4 separate regions of the Sus scrofa genome follow, and all the other regions are linked to region 1. Evidence: chromatin contacts called from public promoter capture Hi-C and targeted proximity ligation data. All regions are on one chromosome and are shown on one strand. The core of a region is the stretch at or near the end of the contact, and the rest is flanking DNA. Distances in the headings are between cores, read along the strand shown. Region 1 holds the start of SNRPG (small nuclear ribonucleoprotein G). Region 2 has its middle 95 kb from the start of TGFA. Region 3 holds the start of MXD1 (max dimerization protein 1). Region 4 has its middle 58 kb from the start of TGFA.

Region 1 (2,601 bases), core at 69-2,568:
TGAAAATCAATATTTTAGAAATCATCTGTGTGCTGCTCTTCATACTTTATATAGAGGGGCAAGGTACAGTTAAGTGGGGTTTTGGAAGCATTGCAGGACTGTCCGTGGGGAATATACTTATGACCTCTAGATTAAAATTTTTTTTTTTTTTTTTTTTTTTTTTGTCTTTTTGCTATTTCTTTGGGCCGCTCCCGCGGCATATGGAGGTTCCCAGGCTAGGGGTCGAATCGGAGCTGTTGCCACCGGCCTACGCCAGAGCCACAGCAACGCGGGATCCGAGCCATGTCTGCAACCTACACCACAGCTCACGGCAACGCCGGATCGTTAACCCACTGAGCAGGGGCAGGGACCGAACCCGCAACCTCACGGTTCCTAGTCGGATTCGTTAACCACTGCGCCACGACGGGAACTCCTCTAGATTAAAATTTTTGGAAACTGAGGCCCCCTCACTCTATTCCTTTGGTGCAGAGGTCGTTAACTGAGCTGTTACTAGAACCTTAGTTGTAGCATGACATCCTGTGGGAATACTAAAATACCACAGGTTCAACAGTGAAGCAAATACCTCAAAGCAAGTCACAAGATTTTTTTTTTCTTAGTGTGATTACCTATCATAGATCACCATAACGAATACAGTAATGAAAAAATTTGAAATACTGTAAGAATTATCAAAATGACACAGACACAAAGTGAACAAATGCTCTTGGGAAAATGGCGCTGGGAGATTTGCTGGACTCTGGGCTGCCTCAAACCTTCAATTTGCTAAATTAAAAAAAAAAAAAAAACGAGTTCCCGATGTGGCTCAGGGAGTTAAGAACCGGACTAGTATCCATGAGGATACTAGTTTGATTCCTGGCCTCGCTCAGTAGGTTAAGAATCCAGCGTTGCTTTGTCTATGGCAAAAGCCAGCAGCTGCAGCGCAGATTTGACCCACAGCCTGGGAACTTCCATATGCGGAGGGTTCGGTCCTAAAAAGACCAAAAAAAAAAAAACCGCAGTGTTTGCAGAGGACAACAAAGGGAAGAACAACACATGGAAGTATGCACACACATGCCAAAGAAATTTTTAGGAGCCTACCCCTCCAGAGCTTATTTTCATCTGGTAGCGTCAAGACAACTTTGCAACCCACAAAGACAATGAGTTAACCAGCGTCCTTCAAATGCTAGAGGCAGGAACAGCAACCCAATTACAAAGAGGAATATAAAGACTGGAGGCCCCACCCCTCCGCTCTAGCCAATCCCTGGCGACACAACGGAAGCTTGGGACTGATCTGCGAGCTCAGGATTTTCCTAAGTATCGCGACGTGAAACGTGAAAGCGGCCAACAATCAATTGGCTAACGGGATCAGTGACGTCAGACGCAAAGCACCGGGCCTACCGCTGGAGCGTGAGGGAGAACACGAATTCCGTTTGGAGGTTTCTTTGAGTTCGCGGAGTAGGCATCATGAGCAAAGCTCACCCGCCGGAGTTGAAGAAGTAAGTATGCATGAGGGCCGCGCATAAATGGCGGCTTCTTTGTAGGCCTTGAGTTCCTTGGATCCCCAGCCATTTCCGGAGAGTGTGTCTGCCGTGCTTATTGCCACTGGCTGCCGCCGCGATCCGGGCCACCGTCCCACGTTTCCGGGCCTGCATCCCGCGCAAATGTTGTATTTCGGCCTGGTGGGCATGCTTTTCAAAGACGTAAAGGCCCCTCCGTCTGCAGGTTTGCCTCCCAGGCCGGAGTTCCTGGCCGGGTCTCTGGCACTCGATCCTTCGTTACTTAAAGATCTTGAATACCACAGTTAGCTGAACGCCTTGAGTAGCATCACGTTCGAGATAAGGTGGTTGGACAGTAATTCTGTAAGGAACTAAGGAGGTGGATGGAATGGAATTGTTTTGATGGTATATGAGAAATTCAAAAGCTGCCTTCATCTTAGTGTGTTGGTGGTTCCTTTGAGCTTTAACTTAGAAATCCCGTTCTTGGGAGTTCCCGTCGTGGCGCAGTGGTTAACGAATCCGATTAGAAACCATGAGGTGGCGGGTTCGGTCCCTGCCCTTGCTCAGTGGGTTAAGGATCCGGCGTTGCCGTGAGCTGTGGTGTAGGTTGCAGACTCGGCTCGGATCCCGCGTTTCTGTGGCTCTGGTGTAGGCCAGTGGCTACAGCTCCGATTCAGCCCCTAGCCTGGGAACCTCCATATGCCGCGGGAGCGGCCCAAAGAAATAGCAAAAAGACAAAAAAAAAAAAAGAAATCCCGTTCTTTTTTCTTAATTTCTTGCACTTAGGTTGAACTTGAATGTGTGATATTTTGCTCTGTTAACTGGAATGCGTGAGAACATTCATTTTTCTCTAATTAGAGAAGGCTCTTTTGTTGGGGGGGTGTTCTTGGTAAGATTTCCTTTTTGATTCTTAAGATATTAATGAGAGTTTTTAATTACCTTTCTTTTCTTATATGTAGATTTCAATAATTGTGAGATCCTGCCAGGTCTACCTCCAAAATGACTTTTAACTTTTTCTTCCTTACCATCTTTTTTTGGAGTTCCCTCGTGGCTCAGCCGGTTAAGGATCCAACATGGCACTGCTGTGGTTCAAGTTCAGTCCCTAGCCCAGGAACTTCCGCATGCCACC
Region 2 (2,601 bases), core at 57-2,556, 350 kb before region 1:
CACGTGGTGATGCTCATGGAGTCACTACTGACAGTGGCATTTGCTGCCCTGGCCTCTAGGTCTGGGCCTGTAACCCCACTGGACTGTTAATGTCACCCAGGCCCCATGACTAAGCTTGGGGTACAGATGTGACCATGCCTCTGATTTTCTGGCCATCGATTGTTCTACATATAATCATGTGGGAAGAAAGGCCAGCCTTGCCCTCTCGAGGCCTCCCTCAGCCGCCTCTATCTAGAATTGTCCTAGCACCCAGGGGGACACCTTGCCTACAAACATGAGGAAGACACCTGGAGTGACATGAATCCACTTGTGCTGTGGATTTTTGCAAACACAGCTGTGAAAATGGATCCCACACACTCTGGCATCACTTGACTACAGCTGCCTTGAGGCTCCCACACTGGCCCAGTCCCCACAGAGGTCAAGGGCTTTCCACTGGTTCCCAAAGGCTCCACCCCAGGCCGGGGAGCTGGGTCCAGTGGAGCATCCAGCCTCTGCCCTCGCCAGTCCTAGGACCCTTGTGGGGGCACCAGCTGCACTCTGCTCAGGGGCCTTGTCCTTTCCAGCCAACAGACCCAGGCCACCAGCGCTTTAATCCCCCTAAGGTGTTTTTTTTTGTTTTTGTCTTTGTTTTTGTCTTTTGTCCCTTTAGGGCTGCACCCGCGGCATAAGAAGGGTCCCAGGCTAGGGGTCTAATGGGAGCTGTAGCCACTGGCCTATGCCACAGCCACAGCAACGCCATATCTAAACCGCATCTGTGATCTACACCACAGTTCACGGCAATGCCGGATCCCCAACAGGCAAAGACCCCCAGACTCAGTGGTAAACGAACCCGACTAGCATCCATGAGGACGGGGGTTCGACCCTGGCCTTGCTCAGTGAGTTAATGATCCTGACGTCTCTCATCAAAAGGGGACCGTCCGGCGTTGCTGTGGCTCTGGTGTAGGCCGGCGGCTACAGCTCTGATTAGATCCCTAGCCTGGGAACCTCCATGGTCCAGGGTACGGCCCCCAAAAAACAAACAAACAAATTGCCTTTGACCTTTATAACAATCAACACATTAACTTTTGAAGAAAACTTGCTTCATGTTTTCAATTCTCACTAACTACATAGAACATTCAATAGGCAGCAGGGTTTTGTGTTTTTTGTTTGTTTTCTATAGGAAGATGGACAAAAAGTTAAAAATAACATGTGTGTGCCTTTTGGCCCACTGAGTTGGTTGTGACCTGTCACCAAGTTTCAAGAAGCTCGGGCCCTTTCCAGGCTCTTTGCACTGCCCTGTGGCCTCCAGGGGGCGCCCTCGGCCACATGAATCCCAGTCCCTGCTTCAGAGCTGTCAGATCCTTCAATGACTGGGCATGCCCCATTGCCCTGAGTGTGCCACCAGCCTTCCGTGCTGGGATTCCAGGACACTATCCTGGGTCTCAACCATCCTGTGTTTGTATGCTCGCTTCCTACTCTTCACCTCGTCCTTCAAGTATGGGCTCCTATGGCCTGGCACCCAGCAGGGGGCCCCATCCTCTGCAGTATCCAGCATGGTGCCCAGGGTACCCACCGGGAGGAGGAAGAATTGAGAACACCGGGGATTTGGAGGGACTGCCTTTCCCACGGCGGGCGGCACGGCCGGCCCTGGAGCGCTCTCTTGCGGCTGGCTATTCACAGGCACTGAAGCTGTGAACTCCCGACGTCACTCATCAAAAGGGGACCATCATTAATTACAAAATCAATCACCTTTTCCGTAGCAAAAGCAGAAAAGACACTGTACAGCTGACCCTCCATTTTTTTTTCCCACCTTCAGATGTTTCTCACACCCTGGGCAAGGGTAAAAAGCAACCCACAGATTTATCTTCTTCCCACTTTGAAGATTAAGAACTGATTAAGGCTAGAGTGGTTTGACTTTCCTGGACTTGAAGGATTCAGAAGCCCGTGGGGGTTTGGAAAGAACTGAATAACATTTTATTCTAGGACATTTTATGCTGTTCCTCCCACATCATCAAGCCACTGGAAAGCTGACTAAATCTTACATAAGCCCCAGGAGCAGGGATGGACCAGAGGTGCAATAGCCTGCAGCCTGAGGTGGAAGGCAGGATGGTGGCTTGGCTGGAACTCTGGTCCCCAAACTCTTTCTTCCTTTGGGGTATTATTGGAACTTCCCCAAACTCTTCTGCATACTGATGGAATTTCTCCCTAGATTTTCTTATCAGCCTATATACCTTGGCTTTGCAGCCGGAAGGCTTACGTTCACATGCCAGCATCTCTACTTACCAGCAGTCAATTATATGCTCCAGGCCTTAGTTTTCTCATCTGCAAAATGGGCTCCATAGTAGTACCTGCCCCCTGAGGTACTGTGTGGGCTCCCTGGGATAAGGTAGACACAGTCCTCACACAATATCTGGCATCAGCAAGCACTTCGAAAGGATACTATTATTGTTGTTGTTGTTGTGCTTGTCATTATCTCCCCCCATTTTTTTTTTTTTTTTTTTTGCTTTTTAGCGCCACACCTTGGCACATGGAAGTTCCCAGGCTAGGGGTTGACTCGGAGCCACAGCTGCCTGCCTACACCACAGCTCACAGCCACACTGGATCCTTAATCCACTGAGCAAG
Region 3 (2,601 bases), core at 43-2,542, 350 kb after region 1:
CTTCCTCCAGTGCCTTAAGAGCATGTGGACATGACTGAGCCTGAATACCACTTCATTTACAGGGCTATCACTTCCATTCTGCAATTTGTATCATCCGCAGTATAATCTAAAAGAGAAAGGGAAATATTTACCAAATTACCTGCTACTGCTGTTGTTCTTCTTGGATTTGCTCCTCCGTTTTAAGGCATCTCTGTCCTTGTTATTGTATGGTAACATGGAGGCATAACCATGTTCAGCTTCTAGAAAACCGGAGGATCCAGTTAATGAATGAGCCCAGAACGTTCAATACTCTCTCCCCTCCCTGAGAAATTGATTATTTAATGAGAAATTGATGTATTTCTCATTAATAGAATATTGTGGAAATAATAAAACGGAACAAGGTGGAATTCTCAGAACAATGATTGCCTTTTTAAATTGAGTGTGAATACCCTCAGTTCGGAGCAGGTGGAAGGAGCATTCCAGCTGCTCATTGTTGAGAAAGACACAGCAAGTCCCATGGAGCCTGGGTTTCCCATTGGCAGCGTCCAGCAGGTTGGTGTGTAGTAAGTGGGACCAGCCTCAGGCGAAGGGGCAGGGTGAACACCGGGACTCAGAGCCGGAAAAGGAGGATGGGGGACAGGGGAGGCGCTGCCCCTCCGGCTGGGATACCCGGAGCCAGGTCCACTTGAGGGCCGGCCGGGACGGCCCTGGCTGAGGGAACCCCAGGCACCACACTCGCTACGGGGTGGGGAGGGGGCGACGCTCAGGACCCCGGGGACAGCAGCCCCTTTTCCACCCCCATTCATTGCCTCTGGGCAGTGGCGGCCTCCTTTCGGACCGCGCGTGGGGAGAGCTGGAGGGGTTGGGAGCGCTCGCGGTCGCGCTCTCAGCTCCTCCAACCACCCCCGGAGCGGCCGGGCGCCCAGACCCTCAGCCAGGCCTCTCAGAGCCCCCGGCCCCTGCTCTGGCCGGACCCCTCACGTCCCCGTGCACCTCTCTCCCGCCGCTCCAAGTAGTCCGCCGCCTCCAGCAGCATCTGGATGTTCATCCGAACCGCCGCCGCCATTCTGCACCGGGGGCCGGAGCCACGGGACCAACCCCCACTGCCCACGGGTTTGCCGCCGCCGGACACGCGCGCCCCACTGAGGACCCGGCAGAGCAGGGTTGAGAGAGCCTCTCTTGCGACCACGCTCGCCAGAAGGGGGAGGGGACCGGTGAGCTGGGCACCGCCGACACTGACAGAACCCAGAGAAGAGCAGCAGCCGCCACCGCCGCGGAGTGTTTATCCCGACTCACCGTCCCCCCGCCCCCAGCCCCTTCTCTTGACAGGCCCGCTTCGGCTGCGTTCCTCATTGGGCACCCCAGAGAATGCCCCGCCCATGGCCTTGTGCGATTGGGGGAGGGAATCACGGCCCCGCCCCCCAGAGTCCACTCCTCTTGTTGGTTGGTCACGCTTGACAAGGCCCGGGCTCCACCCCCTCTTCCCAATTGGTGACAGGACTCGCAACTCCGCCTTGTGCTCCTTCCCTGTTTTCCATTGGTTCTATACTGACAACCGGGGCCCCTTCTGCTTTGTTAGTATTGGCCAAGAGGTACAGAAAGCAAGCCACTTTGCCTGTCTCCCATTGGGGGAGCCTTCCGACACCGCCCAGCTATGATGACGTCGCCTTTCCCCAGGCCAGCGAACCCTGAACGGGTGGTGGTCAGCAGCCCGGCTACTCCTCCCCGGATCTGGCTTTGGCTGGAAGGGCTGACCCCGGCGCCGCAAGCCGCGCTGATTCACCGGCTGCCCCGGGGCGCGGCTCCACCCGGCTCCGCCTGTTGCCGAGACCTGTCTCCGGGGAAAAGTTTCGAGGACCTGCTGGGCAACCCTCAAGTGGAAGGTGGCGCCGAGCGTCACCTGGGCGCTGTGTCCCGCTCCGGTTCGGGGCCGGGTCCCTGGGTCCGCCGACAGCGACCCAGAGGTTCCAGACGTCCTGGGACTTGGGCGGCTGAGGGCACCGCAGAGAATCCCCTGAAGGGAGCGGCCCGCAGCCCGAGAACAGGGCGGTGGGCCTGAGACTCTGCCAGGCGCCACGTGGCTGTTGGGCTTGAGGGGAAAAGCCTGTCTCCTGTTAAATGCTCGCCGCCCAGCCTTTTCTCTTCTCAAGTGCTGGAATGGGGCAGCTGCATGCAGCGCTGGCCTCTCCAAAGGCACGACCCTCGCCGCAGGTGCTGCTAATTACTTCCTCACGCGAGTGGGTTTTAAAAGCTCGGAAACTTCCTATACCTGCAGGTTGACGTGGAATCCTGAGATTCTTTCATAAATATCTTCCCTTTTCTAGACGAAAACGTTCAAAAGAATACTTCCTTTTCGAGACGGCTATAAACGGTGTTTGTGTTGGGGGTGGTACCAATATAAATGTACATAAAAAACTTGAAGAATTGTTCCCTAAACCTATGACGATTCCTGAGATATCTCCATTTTAAAAAGCAGAAATAAAACTGTTGGTAAATTGAGAATCCTGAAGGTAGAAATGAGTGAAGCATGAACATATTTAACAAAGCTTTTAAAAAAAAGTTTATTGTTGTCAGTATATGAAAACAATAGCTTATACGTGTGAGGTAAATTACCTACATTAT
Region 4 (2,601 bases), core at 45-2,544, 310 kb before region 1:
TAGTTTATAGTTTGGGGAGTAAAAAATAGGGCCACAGATAAGGATCAGGGTAGAGGCAAGCTTGCTTTGCTTTCCAAGCTAGTGTTCAGTGGTCTGGTGGTCTTCTTTCCTGGAATAAAGACCACTTTATTAACATCTTCCATTTGTTGAGGGGTTTAGCTCAGCAGAAGAACTCAAAGATATTGTTATCCATATTCCTTTTTTTTTTTTTTTTTGGCTTTTTAGGGCCATACCCACGGCATATGGAAATTGCCAGGGTAGGGGTCAAATCAGAGCTGTAGCTGCTGGCCTACACCACAGCCACAGCAACTCAGGATCTGAGTTGGAACTCTGGGAGGGTCATGGAGGCTCAGGTTTATTCCCTAAAAACAAGAAATGGGGGACACAGAAAGGCTTGTGTGCCCAGGAACCCACACGGCCCTGCCTGGTTTCAGGGGATATTCTGCAACCTGAAATTCTGGTTCCGAATTAGAATTGGGGGAGGGTGCCACAGGAAATTTTAGGGTCCAAAGAGTCCAGATCTGTGAAATGGAGAACCACACCTGTGTGGCTTTATATACGCAAGGCTGAGTTTAAGTCTGTCAGAAAGTACAGGCTGAGAATTAGTACTTGCTCAGTATTGTATATAAAAGCACAGTTCCCACAGATATTGGATCCTTTCATGGATGAGGAGGTCTGTGGCTGACATGACTGGACATATTCAGAACCCCAGTTTGGCCACGGGAGAGCAGAAGGTCATGGCGGGACCAGCCACCAAGCAGACCCCCTGCTGTACCACACACGTCCATCCTGCGGTCAGATACTCCTCCAAAGGCTGCCGGGGTGGCGGACCCCCAGGGCTGGAAGTAGAGGAGGTTAAGAGGGTGCACAGAGCCCGCCCCTAATAATTACCTGTGGGCACAAAGCCACAGAGCCAGCTCTGGCAGGATGCCTGCCAACCCTAGAAAGGCTCTACAGCAAAGCCGAGACGTGCAGGAATTCAGAGCTCACCACTGTGTGTCAAGGGGAAGGGGAATGGGGACAGGGCCTGCGGTCAGGACCTCAGGGCTCCTGCAGCAGTTCATGCCAGGGCACACCAGGGCGCTGTTTGCAAAGGCAGGAACAGCTGGCTCAGGTAAAACCCAGGAACAATTAATGGTCAAGGGCGTGAGCAAACTTAAGATTTGCCCAGGAAGCCTGATTTCTTGCTGTTGGGGAATCCAATTCAGAAAGCGGAAGAGAAAGCAGCTCCCCTCAGGGAACCATGGGGTTGGGACCGGAAGTGGGATGCAGACCTTGACACCAGCTATGATGCAGGCGTGACTCAGCCTGCTGAGGTCAGGTCTCCGCAAGACAGGTTTGGTGGGTGGGGATGAGCCGATGGGAGAGGTAGATTGCTTTACAGGAGAAAACACAGGGAGGAAAAAGGCTTAGGGGGTGGTGGAAGAAGATGGGGAGTTTGAGCAGCTGTCGGGGAGGGGAGACGACTTTTAAGAAGTACTGCAGTGGCCGTGCTGTGTAACCATCTCTCTCATCAGCATCAATTAGCCACCAGCAAATGTCGACCAAACACTCCATTTATTGAGAAAGTTCAGCTCATTGGGGTAAAGACATGAAGTATTTTTATTTTTCTCCATAACAGCTCTCCAGCTGTGTACCCTTTCATACATCCTTTACCCACTGTGTAGCAGCTTTCCTATTGGCAGTTTGTCAAGACTCCAGATCTCTCTCTTTTTCTTTTTCTTTTCTTTTTTTTTTTAACTACTTTTCATGATTAAAAGAATCTCACTCCTGTACTGAAAACTCCAGGGCAGGCTAAAGTTTTGGTCCTGGCAGCTTGGAGACAAGGGTAGCCTGGGGTGAGGGATGAGGCCCATAAGTACCCCCCACCCCCTCTCATTCTGAGCCCAAGCTCTGAGGGGAGATGTCCCTCTTATGGTCCCTTTGCAGGTGTTGCTACTAGAAAAGTAGGTGTCACTTATGGGTCCCTGGTGACCTCTGTGGGGCAGACCCCCCAATGCTGTCCTGCCTTGGACCAATAAAGCCTTGCCCATGCAAGTTCCCAGTCTCAGGTGGTTCCCCACCCCTCAGCAAATGGCACCGAAGTCCCTTTACCTGAAAGATACTCAAGCCTAGCCACCCTCTGGGGGTCGGCTGAGCTGTGAGAAACCCTCCCATTTTTGCTGACCCAGGTGGCAGAGGTGCAACATCCTGCAGGTGCTCTTCTAGCAGCTCTGCCACCTCTTAGGCAACACTTTCTCCAGGCTCCAGCAGGGTTAAAAGCTCCATGGACCCAGATTCAGCAAATCTCGGAGACAGAGAGTCACCAGGCCCCCACTTGGTAGAGGTGGGGAGGATCCAGGCTCCCTGGGGTCTCCCCACTCTGGCCTGAGGTGCTCCACCAACCTTTCCTGCCCCAGTTGCCCAGCCCCACCTTTCAGTTCATGCCTGGTCACAGCAAAGCATGTCCTGTTTTCTGTGCACCATGGGGTCCCATGTTTCCAGATCCCATCTTTCTGCCCCCTGGGCACCTGGAAATGTTCCTCTTTTTAAATTACTTATTCTTAATTATTTTTTTTTATTTTTATGGCTACACATGCAGTATATGGAAGTTCCCGGGCT

Evidence for each region. Promoter capture Hi-C pulls out the DNA fragments that hold promoters and counts their contacts.
Region 2: a targeted proximity ligation map of alveolar macrophages shows a contact between it and region 1. A contact is called at or near these places in 3 of 5 promoter capture datasets (fetal liver, fetal skeletal muscle and skeletal muscle), 8 of 47 Hi-C or Micro-C datasets (adipocytes, alveolar macrophages, embryonic fibroblasts and 4 more) and 1 of 2 datasets of targeted methods (alveolar macrophages).
Region 3: a promoter capture Hi-C map of fetal liver shows a contact between it and region 1, with 7 times the contacts expected there. A contact is called at or near these places in 1 of 5 promoter capture datasets (fetal liver), 6 of 47 Hi-C or Micro-C datasets (fibroblasts, heart right ventricle, liver and 2 more) and 2 of 2 datasets of targeted methods (alveolar macrophages and skeletal muscle).
Region 4: a targeted proximity ligation map of alveolar macrophages shows a contact between it and region 1. A contact is called at or near these places in 3 of 5 promoter capture datasets (fetal liver, fetal skeletal muscle and liver), 16 of 47 Hi-C or Micro-C datasets (blood, brain, embryonic fibroblasts and 10 more) and 2 of 2 datasets of targeted methods (alveolar macrophages and skeletal muscle).

Annotation. Positions count from the first base shown.
Region 1 is chr3:72,197,404-72,200,004 of Sscrofa11.1, forward strand. SNRPG (small nuclear ribonucleoprotein G) reads left to right here and starts at 1,319. Exons shown (of 4, transcript XM_003125052.4): 1 at 1,319-1,472. The coding sequence starts at 1,441.
Region 2 is chr3:71,851,770-71,854,370 of Sscrofa11.1, forward strand. No RefSeq gene overlaps it. Among named protein-coding and RNA genes, the nearest start is that of TGFA, 95 kb to the right of the region's middle.
Region 3 is chr3:72,544,010-72,546,610 of Sscrofa11.1, forward strand. MXD1 (max dimerization protein 1) reads right to left here and starts at 1,293. Exons shown (of 7, transcript XR_002342619.1): 1 at 973-1,293; 2 at 140-239.
Region 4 is chr3:71,888,672-71,891,272 of Sscrofa11.1, forward strand. No RefSeq gene overlaps it. Among named protein-coding and RNA genes, the nearest start is that of TGFA, 58 kb to the right of the region's middle.